2 separate regions of the Sus scrofa genome follow, and region 2 is linked to region 1. Evidence: chromatin contacts called from public HiChIP or PLAC-seq data. All regions are on one chromosome and are shown on one strand. Each heading gives the region's core, a stretch centred on a gene start, on an enhancer-like site or on the middle of the called end of the contact. The rest is flanking DNA. Distances are from core to core; before and after follow the strand shown.

Region 1 (7,097 bases), core at 3,484-5,983:
AGAGTCTTTACATGTTCGAGCCTTTGTTCCTTACTGTGTTCTAGTCTCTCGGGTTTAGAGACCTCTTTTCTGTGGGCTATTTTACTGCTCAGTGAGTGATGACAGATAAGACCACTAGGTAACAAACTTCATTTTTCTGGCTTAGCAAACAAAACAATATCAGCAATTTGCCACGACATTCGCCAGCAGGCCTGAAGTCACTCCCTCTTATTAGAACCCCTGCATCGATCATTCCTCTTCTTTTACTGCTACAGCTTCTTTCCTTCTCCTGTCTTCTCCTTTTTTATGTTGGCAAAAATCGGTCTTTTCTCTAGCCTCTCCATGTTTATTTCTCTGTACCCCACTGGGGCCACATCCTTATGGGGAAGAGGTGTGCCTTCCCCTTGGCCTTGGCCCCACATGGAGGTAGGGTGATGAGCCAGTCGGATCAGGAGGACAAGCAGCACCCCAGGTGGACAAAGGAATGAGATGGAAGGAGCCTGAGTCCCCAGAACTTTGTGACCCAAATGCCCACACTACCCCGGACTCCGTGTGAGAAGAAGTAAACTTTTTTCCTTAAGTCACTGTTATTGTAGGTCTGCCACAGCAGCTGAACCTATAGTCCTAAAGCTCAAGCTCTCCCAAGCATAGCGCACCACTCCGTTTTCTGTCCCGGTGGTTTTTCTTTTCTCTGGACCGCCACACAAATGCACGGAGACCGTGCATGGTGTGTACATGTGACCACAGTGACTTCCTTCACGTGACACAAGGCTTGCGCGATTCATCCACAGTACTGCTTGGAAGTCAAGTCAATACTCTGCTCCTTTTTATTGCTGAGTAGTATTTCATGGCATGGAGTTACCGCAATTTGTCTATCATTTACCAGTTAGTGGACATGTCCAGTTTGGGGCTACTTTGAATAAGCTGCTATGCACATTTATATGCAGGTTTTTGCGTGGATAAATGTTCTTGTTTCTCTTCTGTAAATACTTAGAAATACAATTACGGGGTCACGTGATTGGTCTGTCTTAATTTCCCCTCTTATTCATTCACAGCGCTTACGTCCTCGTCCCCAAGCCCACTGCCTCCCTCCCACGCTAATCCTTACCAGCGTCACCGGAATATGTCACTTCATACCAGTGCGGTTAGAGAGCCAAAAAGCCACAAAGACACACAAACAATAACATGTGCATTAATCCAATCCACAGACTACTTAAACTGCAGGAGGAGGGCGGACTCATTGACAAAGTTTCCATTGCTGAACGTGAAATAGTGTATGTAAATGGACTATACCTTAATAATAAAAAAAGGGTTCCAAACCACTCTGCTAACACTTATACTTTATCCTGTCACTACCCTACCTCCACCAAACCGCCTGCTGCTCAGCCCCAAAGCTCCCATCTCTTCGCTGTTTCTGAGCTATAGCTGTATTTTCCACGCTGCCCCTCTACTCAGCCTGAGCGCTCCCACAGAGGCCCCCGCTGCCCCCCGCCCCAATCACGTGCTCTTTCCTCTGTCTGACACTCAGGTCCGACGGGGGCAGCCGTCCGGGCCCAGGTGAAGTTCCAACTCTCGCTCCACATTAGGCCCCTAGCCTACATGGGGCCCACGCCTACACCTTCCCGCACTCTGCTCTCTGCATGTCCTGCTCTGACGGCTCTGCTGGCTTCAAGGTTAGGAGGCACCCTCACTCCATCTGCATTTCTCCTCGGGGCTGTGCAGAGCCCACCATGTTCCAACCCACACTCATGGATGGAAGGATGGGTGTCACCGTTCTGCCACCGGGAAGTACAGAGTTGACACATACAGACTGGGAGGGGTCCCAAGCAGTCCACTTAGAGCATGCACCATCCCACCCTTCCTCCTTGCTTCCATGAAAGTGTCTGCTCTGCTCAATTACAACAGAAAACAGCTCAAGGCCAAACAACTGACATTCAGGGTGAGTATTCATCCTGTCCACTGCCAGGCTTCCAGCTCCCTGGAGGAGCACCTGTGGAATGCCAACAATTTGCTTGATTCAGTGTGGGAGAGAAGGGAGTTCAAAATAGGTCTGCTGAAATTATAGTTGCTAAAAATAAATGATAGAAAAGAAACTTCTAAAATATGCGGACCTTAGAGGCAGAGAGGGGTTGGGGCTGGGAACTCCTCCACAGGCCCTGATGAGGCCTGTTTTATAAATCCCTCTTATAAATTCCAAGCACGTCACTTATAAAGCTCTCTAGTCTGGCAAAGTCACATGTAATCAATCCAAACTGCAGGTCTGTGTGAGGTGGTAAGGAAATTGATTTTAGATGCTAGTTCAGAGAGTGGCTCTGATTCACAGCCCTCCTCTGCAAATACAGCAAGGAGAGTTTCATTGGCTGGGGCCGAACAGGTGCACACCCATGGTCGTCTCCAGCTTCATCGTAACAGTGTGGATTTACCCCTCCACATAGAGTCAGTCAGATGCAACAACCCACCAACACCAGGAGTGGACACCGAAGGCCTCATGCCACCTACACTGCCCCCAAAAGCCGACGCATGGCAGACAACCTGGGGAAGGGGACTTTCGGCAACACTGAAAGCAGCGTCTGGCTCTTACATGGATCCAGGGCCCAGATAACCCTGCAGGACTGCTGTGCGCCTACTTGTGGCACTTTAAGACAGACTCACCAGTGAGGGGAAGAAAATCAAGGTCATGACTATAAACACGTTGGATGATACTGACAATCTTCAGTCTAAAAATACAAAAACTCTGAGGGATTTGATCATGATTTGGGGACTCAAAAGTGGTACAGGAATATGAACTTGTTCCCTAAATCCAAAACCCAGGGATCAGGCACTATGACATGCATGTCTTAAGATGGACCATAAGGCAAACATTAAAAGAACCAATTCAGGGGTTCCTGCTGTGGTGCCACAGGATTGGCAGCATCTCCGCAGTGCCAGGACCCCGATTCGATCCCCAGCCCGGCAGAGTGGGTTAAAGTACCCGGTGTTGGCAACTGCGGCTCAGATCTGATCCCTGGCCCAGGAGCTCCATAGGCCACAGGCCAGCCAAAATTCTGAAAAACAACCAACCAACCAACCAAATTCAAACATATAAATCTCATTATTCCTAAGCTATGAGGCAAACAGAATGAAGGCTTCAAAAATTGAGAGAGTAGTTCCTAGATCAATGTGTGGTTTAGGGGAAAGGTGCTTCCCAGGGCGACGTGGGCGCAGAAGTCAGAGGGGAGCCTCTCAAAGTGAAAAATGTCCAACTCCCCAAAGTGGTCAGTAGGTGTTTTGAATCTCTTTTTATAGTAAATTATGTTATGGTTAAGCTTTCTCCTTTTGGATGCCCATATTTCTTTTTAAGCTGGATGATTTTAAAATAAACCACCTCTAAAAATTCTCCGAATGTTGTTTTAGGACCAGGATATAATTAACTTACAGAAAAGGTTGTGCACGGCAGCATCTGAGTGATTTCTGTAAAGTTCCAAAGACAAACTATTTCCCGGAGGTGCTGGAGCATCAGGTTCTAAGGCCGGGAAGGGCAGAACCCTTGCAAGAGGCTGATTCGGACTGCAGCACGACTCTTGGCTCTGCTCAGCTGTGTGACCCTGGGCAGGTCACTTCATGGGTCCAGGTGTCCATGGGAAATAAGGGAGGAGCTGGGCCAGGAGGCAGTTTTCAGGTCCCTACCAACCCTAAAGTCCTATGGTTTAATTTGCCGTCTTGAGAAAAGAACGCGCACCATTACATTCCTTTATTAATCTCCTATCACAGTCTCAGAGGCGTGACATTGATGCTTGACTGTAAGTACATGCCTCCGGAATGTTTCACAAGTGTCTCTGACCTCCTTGACTTTGCTTCTGGGGCCTAACTGAATACTTTCTCACCTGAACTCCGGGAGGGCACGAAACATGCTCCGTTCAAGGGCACAAGCTCTGAGCCTGGTACAGAGTAAGGGCCCAAAGAATACTTTCTGAACAAGTCGGCTATTTTAAAAGTAGAATCAAGCTACCAATCTCTCTCAAGTGATCCTATTTATATAAAGACAAAAATAATGAAAAGTCCAGGAGGGCTTTGTTACGAACTGAATTGTGTCCCTTTTACCCAATTCCTCCAAAAACTCTTATGTTGCAGTCTAATCCGACCTCAGAATGGGAGTACATTTGGAGACAGGTTCTCACCGAGGAAATTAAGGGAAAATGAGGCCATCAGGATGGGCCTTAATCCAACAGGATCAGGGCCCTTATAGGAAGCTAAGAGTAGGAGTTCCCGTTGTGGCTCAGCAGGTTAAGAACCCGACTAGTACCCATGAGGATGCGAGTTCAATCCCTGAGCTCACTCAGGGGACTAAGGATCTGGTGTTGCTGTGGCTGTGTGTAGGCCGGCAGCTGTGGGTCCAATTCTAGCCCTAGCTGGAGAACTTCCATCTGCTACAAGAGCAGCCCTAAAAAGAAAAAAAAAAAAAGTTTTTTTTTTAAAAGAGGAGATTGGGACACAGACATAACAAAGGGAAGACCGTGGGAAGACATAGGAGAAGACAGCCGACTACAAGCCAAGGAGAAAGGCCTCACAAGAAACCAAGCCTACAGACACTTGACCTCAGACAGGGAGCCTCCAGAACCATGAGGGAATGCATTCCTGTTGCGTAAGCCCCCTGTGCACGCACATGTGCTGGAAGCCCCAGCTGACTAAGGCCTCGAGCCTGTCCTCTACAGGACAGCATTTTCAACAGAAAGGCGTGTGTGTGTGTGTGTGTGCTCGCCTGCCTGTTAGCTGCACGCGGCCAAGCAGACAATCTGTTAGATTTTTCCTTGGCAGGCTGTGCTGGCATGATTTAGATGGTGCGTTACTCTGTGGAAGGCAGGGCCCACCTCCATCTGGCATCTCCCTGTGCACTGAAATTGGATTTAAAAGAAAAAAGGAAAAAAAGGAAATCTCCTCATCAGGCACCAGCACTAGCTCTACGAGAAGAAAGCACAGCTTTAGGTTCTGAACCACCAACCTTGCCCCTGATGAAATCCACCAGCCTTCCCCAAGGCTTCCTCTGTGTCCAGGTCCCTTGTCCAGGGGGCCCTAGATCTTGAGCCTTCCTCCCTGGGGCCTCTCTCCCTCCTCCCCGTGTTCACTGCAGAGGCTCCTGGGCCCCAGGACCCCCGCTCCCAACCACACTCCCCGAGACCCCACTTCTGTACAGCTACAACCCAGCAGGAAGCCATAGACACCTGGCAACTCCAGGACCTGTGAGTCTCAGAAGGAACTCCAAGACACGGCCACTGTGTTTACTGCAGTGGAATTTTATAAAAATTTATCTTCACGGAGCCTCAGACAGCCAGTGGTGGCCAGTTACAGTCCACGGACAAGCCCAGTCATCTCACGACAGAGGCCAATGGGACCCAGAGAGTCAGACACAGCCAGGAACTTTCCAGAAGAAGGTGTTGAGGAGAGGTGGAGTTAATAGAGTCCACTAACTGGCCACAGAGGACGTGCAGTCACGTCAGACACTCCCATCCAAGTTCCTGAGAAATATCCACAATGCTCCAGACACTTAAGAAACACTGGGGAATTGCATTTTCAATGGATGCTCAAATTGCTATTCTCACTTAACAGACTTGAAGATTTCTAAGCCAGTCAAAGGAAAAGACACATTTCTCTCTGGATTTATTTTATATTTTTTTCATTGCCTTGATTTTATTTTGTGTACTTTTTTTGTTTTGTTTTTTTAAATATCAGAGGTCTTAGGTCTGCTATAAAAATATGGAACGGTTGGTGAATCTGCGTGTCATCCTTGCGCAGGGGCCATGCTAATCTTCTCCGTATCATTCCAATTTTAGTATATGTGCTGCTGAAGCGAGCACTTCTCTCTGGATTTAATCACACAGTGCTCCACAAGCTGGGCTCCAAAGCCTGGCACCCTCCATTCTGTGCAGCCTTGGGTAAATAACTCAGGCACTCTGGTCTCAGTACCTTCATGTACAAAATGAGGGCTAAGACTAGGACCTCCCTCATGGGTTATAAAGCTGAAATGCCTAACTGCTTGGAAGGCACCTAGAGCAATACTGTGACTGGCACACAGAAAGCAGGAAGAAGTGCTGGCTACGTTCCCCTAAGATCGGCCAGGCAGTTCTTGATAGGAAGTGACATACCTTAACTTTGGAGTTCTCTATCAAATGCTGGGCCATGGATTTTATGAGAACTTCAAAGAAAAACCATGAATACTGAAAGAAAGAAAGAAAAAAATTCCAGTAAGGAAAAGAACAAATCAGAAGGTGGGATGTTTACTCTCTTAGGCTGATGGTATCACCAACATGAAATAAGTGTGACCGGAAATCAAAGCTGGACCTCCTGGCAAATGGTGGTCAGACCAGAGGAGCACGGCAGAGGCTCTCCTGCTTCGTGGGTCCAGCACTGGACACCCCACCCCGCCAGGAAACACGTCCTTTCCTCTCAGCTGAGTCTCACCTGCGCACACTTGCCTCTGGTCTCTAACCCAATGTCCTCCAGTGGTTTAATAGGACTGTGAAACTCTGAAGATAGCAACACCTGCAGCTCTGTCAGGAGCACAAGTACCAGCAGCAAAGTTGGTACTGAAGGACTAACTCTAGGAGTTCCCACGGTGACTGAGCAGGTGAAGGACCCGATATAGTCTCTGTGAGGACACAGGTTAGATCCCTGGCCTCACTCAGTGGGTCGAGGATCCAGCATTGCCACAAGACGCGGCATTAAGCTGCAGAGGCGGCTCAGATCTGGCGTTGCCATGGCTGTGGTATAAGCTGGCAGCTGCAGCTCTGATTCATACCCCGGCCTGGAAACTTCCATATGCCACAGGTGTGTCCATAAAAAAGAAGAAAAAGAACAAACTCTGTCACCCCTTTTTAGGAGGTAGTGATTGTCTCTAAAAGCACACAAAAAGGGTGAAATGGATCAGGCCATGAGGTCTGAATTTTTTCCATCAATTTCAATACCGCAGAGCCACGCTGGCCCCGCCCACATACCTTGAGCAGTTTGTTGCTGGTGAGGAAATCGGCGGAAGGCTTGAGAATTGTGGTCATGGTTTTGGTCAGCTCTTCGTGCACTGTCTTGTATTCGGAAGCAACATACGGCTCTGCCTTATAAGCATACTTTGAAGAAAAGGGAAAGATACT
Region 2 (7,450 bases), core at 4,876-7,375, 170 kb after region 1:
CCACGGGGTGCCTCTGGTACACTTTCTAGTCATCGGCATACAGAGAGAGAGCATAGTGGGTTGAATGGTATCCCCCCCAAAGATATGCCCACATTCCCAACCCCCAAAATCTGCGAAAAAGTCTCTGCAGACGGAATGACCTTGAGCGAGATCATCTCGGGTTCCTCAGGGGGACCCTGAGCCCCGTAATAAGGGTCCTCCTAAGAGACAGAAGAGGAGTCAGACCCAGAGGGGCGGCCGTGTGGAGACAAAGGCACAGACCGGAGTGACACGGTCACCAGCCAAGGAAGGCGGGGGGCCACCAGCAGCTGGAGAGCCTGCAAAGGAGCACAGCCCTGCCAGAGCTCAGACTCCTAGGCTCCAGACCTGGGAGAGACGACTCCTCTGCTGCTCTAGGCCACCAGGCTTGTGCGGATTTGTCACGGCAGCCCTGGGAAATAAACACAGACACCAACATGAGGAATACAGGACACGCCGTGGAGCTAGGCATTTTCTAGTGGGCTTTTACTGGCAGCCTACGGTCAGGCACCTTCATTTCTGTTGTGGCCAATAAATCCAACCAACTGCCAAGGGAGGCATTACCTCCGTTCTACAGCTAGTCATGGGGACACCAAGCGTTAACGTGCTTGAGGATCGTGCAGCAAGATGCGGTGAGGGGGCATTTCACACCCCAGGCCCCGCTCCCTATACCTTCTAACCAGCAGTGTGCACGGTGACAGCACCGTCAGTTCCTCCTAGTCCTGCCGAGCAGTGATGCTTCCCAGGCTTGAACGTCTCCTGCCAGACCAGGAAGGAACCCGGAAACATGTTTGAACTTTGTTTGAAATATGTTAACACCAATGAGTTACTCCTCCCCACGCGTTTACATTTTCAGACACCTCACTTTCAACTGTAGGACGGAAAGATGTGTCGCCGTTATACAAATGGGGCAAAGATGCCCCTGCACACTGGCCCCTGGCTCATTTATTTCTTCACTGCAGGAGGAGACTCAAGAGCCCACTGGCATCAAACTCAAATTTTTATACATCTGATTATTTTGAAAGTAGCAGCAACAATCGGATTTTGAGCCTTTCAGCCTGCCTTACCTACCCTAGGGAACATCACCTGACACTGGTAAGAGTCTCACAGTTGTAAGACCTCGGCCGCCAGGGCCCTTGCCAGCTCTCTGCTGCCACATGAGAGTCCCCTCCAGGTGCTCTGAGTCCACCCCGGGGAGTCCCCAGCCCTCCTCACTTCCTGAATCATGGTCCCTGGGCTGTGAGTCTCTGGCTGGTCTCATGCAACTTCATCCAAGTGTTGTCCCGTCAAGCTGGTGTGTCACTACTGCCGCTCATGGCTGTACCTTTTTCTTTGATCAGCCTCAAGCCCCTCAAACCCCCTACAGTCACTGAAGCAGGACTTGCAGGCCAAAGAAGAAACTGGGAAGCCATCATCCGGCTTTTCCTTGCCTTGGAAATGGAACTGCTCTTAGAACCGGCTCTGGAGCAGCTGCAAGGGCCTGGGGGGTGCAGCCTGGAGGGAACTGCCCCGGAGACCCTGGACAGGCTCTCCCCTCCCCGGGTACAGAAGGGTCACCTTCTGGGACATCAGCCCCTCTTGGTTTCCCTCAGGACCCAGAACTCAGGAGCTGGTGACTCAAGGACGCTTTAGGTACCTGGGGAAGAGAGAGGATCGGGAGGCAGTCAGACCAGTACACAAATAGGACACAAGAGCGAGGTGAGGCGGACAAAAGTGTGGCTGCCAGGGACCGTCTCTATCCCTCATCCAGGAGGAGTGAGGCAAGGGAGCTGAGGACACCCCAGAGGGAACCCAGGGGCTCGATCAGGCAGTGGTAACAACCGAGTCCTTCACCCAAATCATCCATGTCCACACCCCCACTCGGCTCAGCCCCGCTGTCAAGCCCTTCCGTCCTCTACAAGGCCCTCATGGCAGTTGGGACAGGGCTGATGTGACCACCCCTCCCCATGGTGGGTGAGCACCTTGGGCACGGCCTGGCACCAGAAGCCTCTGGGAAACGTTTGCTGAATGAATGACCATGAGCACTTAGTCACCATTTACATTTAATTACCATGGGACCCAAGTGTGGTTCTTATTTATAGGACACATTAACTCTGCTATAAAGATATCTCCAACAATAGCCCAGGGAGCCTCTGTCACGGCTCGCTGGCCCTAAAGCATGTTCAGCCGCTCCTGCAACACTGCTGAACCTCACGAGTGGAAGGCCCGGGCCAACGCTGAGTGTTCACTGCCCCAGGTTGATGATGCAAACTGATCTTCAACACAGACATAGAGGGAAACAACTGCCCATCCTCCTGCAGTTGTTTCTGCTGGAACCACCGTGCTCAAGGAACAAGAACCCTGCAGGCAACTCGGCGGCAGACGCTGGGTGCTGCCAATGTCAGTGCCCTGGGTGGCGAGCGGGCACACAGCAGCCCATCAATAAACGCTGGGGTGGGGTTTCCTGCAGCGGCAGATGCTTCCGACAGCTGAGGTGTTTCAAACTCCAGGGACAACAAATGTCCTCTCACCTGGCTGAGTGCCCCAGCCAGCCCCACACCACCCAGGACCGCCACTCCGTAGCAACTGGAAAGGAACAATAGACCATTATTAGGAAAACAAGGACGACTTCCTACTTCTTTAGTTTAAAGTAACACAGAGTAACTACTCACTGATGCTTTATAAAAGGCAAATTTTGACAAACACATACACAAAAAGAATTTGGAAAGAGACCCAAAAACTTAAAACAAAAAGCAACTGAGATAACTTGAAAGGGACTACTTTGGGACCCTTAGAAACTGTTTCCGTATTGACAATAGGCTGAAGACAAGGGCAATCATTTCCCCCAAACTACAACACGGTTTTTAAAACCATACGCAGAGATTAAACGAGGGAGTTCCCGTCATGACATAGTGGAAACAAACCCGACTAGTATCCACAAGGATGCGGGTTCAATCCCTGGCCCACTCAGTGGGTTAAGGATCCGGCGTTGCCGTGAACTGTGGTGTAGGTCGCAGACATGGCTCAGATCCTGAGTTGCTGTGGTTGAGGTGTAGGCCAGCAGCTACAGCTCCGATTAGACCCCTAGCCTGGGAACCTCCAAAATGCCACAGGTGCAGCCCTAAAAAGACAAAAGAAAAGAAACTAAAAGAACTCCCCTGATGCTAAGCTCAGCTGCTCACATAACACACATGCTCCGCCTCCTCCATTTCTCCCTAGATTTTTCAGCAGCAGGACACGATTTTATCACACAGGGAGAAAAGAAAGGAACTCCCACCTCATTCAACCCATCAAAATATCACCCACAATCTGTTAATAGCACCTAGATGGACAGCTCTTTGGTAAGACTTGCCTCACTATGTTAATCATCTTTAAAAACAAACAAACAAACAAACAAACAAACCCACTGCCACTGACAAATCAACCAGGAAATCTTAAAGCCGACAGGAGGGGCCTCCTTTTCAATACAGCCACCCAGGCCTGGCAGAACCAAGCTGAGTGATGACTGCTTAGAACTCGCCTTTCTTCTGGGAAGGCGGCAGGTGGGATGCTCACCGACGGGTTTTGCTTGAAAGATGCCCATCCGATCCCATCGAGTAGGAGTAGGAGAAGCCTGACCTCAGGGCCACGCACATTACATAACTAAAGGCCAGACATCACCCCCCCTCTCAGAGATTAAGAAAAGGAAGCAGTTTGTTGGTTTTGAGGTTTTCAAAAGGAGGAAGGATTTTACAACCAGTGTGCTAAACCTGTTCGCTCTACTCTGGAAAACAACAATTAGAGGCTTGCCCAACTTTTAGGACCTGTCTTGGCAGCAAACACCCGGTAGAACCTGCCTGGTCAACAGGAAAGTTGAGGGCCATGGGGTGGTGGCGGGGAGCAGTCCTAAAGAGCCACTCGGAATCACCCCAGTGTTGATTATCTTGACTGGTTCCATCTGTATCTTTGAAACCTGTTTCATCCAGAGTATAATAAACTCAGATATGAATATCTCTTTCTGCCTGAATTCACCAATTACTTTTTCATTTTCATTATATCCACCTCGTGACCCCTAGCTCTCCTAAAGATATCCCCAGAAATAATTCAGGCTTAATTTCACATGTGCCTGACTGCTACAAAATGTAGCTCTGGACATTTCTTTCTTTTCTTTTTTTTTTTTTTTTTGCTTTTTACGGCTGCAGCTGTGGCATATGGAGGTTCCCAGGCTAGGGGCTGAATCAGAGCTGTAGCTGCTGCCCTACACCACAGTCACAGCAACATGGGATCCAAGCCACATCTGCAACCTACACCACAGCTCGAGGCAATCCTTAACCCACCCAGCAAGGCCAGGGATCGAACCTACATCCTCATGGATCCCAGTCGGGTGTGTTAACCACTGAGCCAGGAAGGGAACTCCTGGATGTTTCTTTAAAAGGGCTCTTCCTTAGGTTATGCATCAAGAGAAAAATCCTCCTGGAAATATCCTCTCTGGTAAGGGTGGGTATGAAGAGAGAGCAAAAGTTGAGTGAATCAAAGTTTAATTTCTAAAATCCCTAATAAACAAATGTTTACTTAAAACAATGTCCTGGGGAGGGGGATAGACTGGGGGTTTGGGATAGAAATGTCCTAAAATTAGGTTGTGATGATGGTTGTACAACTATAAACATAATAAAATTCATTGAATTATTTTTAAAAATCTAAAAAAAGTCAAAAATCCACTGAAATCTATGCCATTTTTTGGTGGCTGTGTTGGACTCACGTATGGGGGCCAAATAAATAAAGCAAGCCAAGCCTTCCAGTACACTTTTCTCAATGATAAAGTTTCCAAGATGATGTACTAATTAAAACACATTCTGGTTGACTCTGGAAGTAAAATACAGCCTGTCTGCCAGGAAAAAAAAAAAAAAAAAAAGTACATATTCTTGATTTCCTCAGAACACACAGTCATTGCTATGGGAAAGCAGAGGGCCCACCCGACTGAGAAATATGCCCCCACCACACAAGCACGTGGGTTCCTGACTGTCAAGGTCCTGATAGTAGACAGTAAGAATCAGGGGACTATTTTTCTACCTCTAAACATTTTCGGATCTAAGAACCTTTTTTTGTTACACTGTTTTTCACTTCCAGGGGTGTTGTCCGAAAGTAATCAAACAAAAAAATTAAACTCTGCAAATTGTCCTCAAATCAGTGGTTCTAAGAAGCACCAGACTCAAGCAACAGCCTTTCCTGCAAAGTGTCCCTGGACACAAACTCAGCTCTGCGCTCTCCCTGCCTTTTCCGCGCCTACTGGGAACTCAGTTCTTGCTCTCCCATCCAGTATCCTCAACAGCAGAGCTCCAACGAGTAATTGGCTCTGCCACCAATTTTCAACCTGGCAAGGTGCCTCCTCCGCGGGCAGCACCGGGCAAGAGCGGCACCGGGACAAGAGCAGCACCAGTGTTGCCCCAATGCTGACGCTCAGCGAGAGCCTGCGGTTCGTGCAGCCCACGGTGTGCGGGGTTCAGTTAGTTACCAGTATAACTTTATTTATTTTTTGTCTTTTTAGGGCCGCACCTGTAGCACATGGAGGTTCCCAGGCTAGGGGTCTAATCAAAGCTACAGCTGCCGGCCCACACCACAGCCACAGCAACGCCAGATCCAAGCTGTGTCCGTGACCAAAACCACAGCTCACCGGCAACAGATCTTTAACCCACTGAGTGAGACCAGGGATGGAACCCACATCCTCATGGATACTCGTCGGGTTTGTTAACGGCTGAGCCACCACAGAACTCCCTGTGTAACTTTAAATAATACACTTTAGAATATTATTCCATCACTGAGTTTCTTATAACTTCCCACTCTGTAAGGTAAAAACGTCAAGGACCAAAAAGTGAAATGCAAATCACCAAAATTTAGCTTTGCTACTAATACCAGCTGATAGATGATGTGGCTGATAATGGAATGAAAAGGAAGCGTAAAAAATACATTTTGGCATTCTATGGACTTCAATAAATCACTCTGTTTCCTGGTTCCAACTGGCAGTGCAATCAATGGCTATTCTTACGCAATTCTCCATTACTTAAGAATTTCGGAGGCCAGGCCCAACTATGAAGCAAAAATTCATAAACAGTAACACTGAGTTCATCTGAATACATTTACAGCAACGCCAAACTCCTCTGCACACCCTACGCACTCCCTCACCTTCCAACCCCGAGTATGTGGCTAAACGGAGGGGGCAGGCAATGCTTAAGGTTTCTCATCAGATCTTGGCCAGCCCAGAGCTTCAGGAAGCTTGCCATAGCCATGGAGAATGGACATCAGGAAAAGCCAAATCCGACTGGAGGGTGCCAGTTAAAAGCTACTGACATAACAGATAACTTTTGAAGGCCAGATAATGATCGCTAAAACATAAAATTGAATTTCATTAGGAAATTATTGATTTTTCAAGATAATCAATGCTGTAACACTCTCTTAGGCCAACATCTTCACCATACCTTAAAAATATAAGCAACAAATATGGTATAGATTCAAAAAATTTTTAATCCAATACACAAACATATTTAAAATGGTCTATGAAGGGTTCCCATGGTGACAGAGAGGTAACAAACCCGATTAGCATCCATGAGGACACGGGTTCAACCCCTGGCTTCACTCAGTGGGTTAAGGACCCGGCATTACCATGAGCTATGTAAGGTGTAGGTCAAAGACGCAGCTCAGATCAGGCATTGCTGTGGCTGTGGCGTGATAGGCGGGCAGCTGTAGCTCCGATTTGACCCCTAGCCTGGGAATCTCCATATGCCCGGGTGCAGCCCTAAAAAGACAAAAAGACAAAAAAAAGAAAAAAAAAAATTGAAACACACATGGAATGTGTAGTGTGTGTGTGTGTTTATTGAAGTGTAGTTGATTTATAACGTTATGTTAGTTTCTGGTATACAGCAAAGTGATTCAGTTATATATACATATATACGTACATAAACATATGCTTTTCATATTTTTCCATTATGATTTATTACAGGATACTGAATATAGTTTCTGTGCAATGTAGTAGGACCTTGTTGTTTATCTATTTTATATAGTTTGTATCTATTAATCCCAAACTCCTAATTTATCCCTCCCCCACCTTGGAGTGTGTGGTTTATATATGTCACAAAGCAGAAGATAAAACTTCAGTAATGTTTTAATTATAATCCAGTGCATATAATTCATCCTCTATTTCAGGCCTACAGGAGAAACAGAAACCAGACAGCTTGAGGGTGATACGCCAGCAGAAATACCTAAGGGACCATAAACATGAACCAGCCATAGTGCGATCCTGAATGACTCACTTATTCTCGAGTCCATCCAGTAAACATTTCATAAGCACCCACTACGGTCCAGACACTGTTGTCAAGTCCCATAAACGCTCTTCATCTATAACCTAGAGCAGCTGCAACCCAACCCACTTCAAGGTGCCTTTGGCTCCAAAACTGGATTCTACTCAGACACATGACCCTCC

What was found. HiChIP or PLAC-seq counts read pairs in DNA pulled down with a chosen protein or histone mark.
Region 2: an H3K27ac HiChIP or PLAC-seq map of skeletal muscle shows a contact between it and region 1. The contact joins two enhancer-like sites. A contact is called at or near these places in 1 of 5 promoter capture datasets (liver), 5 of 47 Hi-C or Micro-C datasets (brain, embryonic fibroblasts, liver and 1 more) and 1 of 2 datasets of contacts at active chromatin or transcription factors (skeletal muscle).

What each region holds. Positions count from the first base shown.
Region 1 is chr11:67,844,633-67,851,729 of Sscrofa11.1, forward strand. DOCK9 (dedicator of cytokinesis protein 9) reads right to left here. Exons shown (of 53, transcript XM_021065834.1): 26 at 6,948-7,073; 27 at 6,099-6,170. Among named protein-coding and RNA genes, the nearest start is that of SLC15A1, 160 kb to the left of the region's middle. Within about 2 kb of position 4,734, at least 20 of the 83 cell types and tissues checked have an H3K27ac peak or open chromatin away from gene starts, as enhancers often do. A contact at or near this core is called in skeletal muscle, where this site is marked.
Region 2 is chr11:68,009,051-68,016,500 of Sscrofa11.1, forward strand. All of the region lies in intron 1 of DOCK9 (dedicator of cytokinesis protein 9), which reads right to left. Among named protein-coding and RNA genes, the nearest start is that of DOCK9, 40 kb to the right of the region's middle. Within about 2 kb of position 6,126, at least 14 of the 83 cell types and tissues checked have an H3K27ac peak or open chromatin away from gene starts, as enhancers often do. A contact at or near this core is called in skeletal muscle, where this site is marked.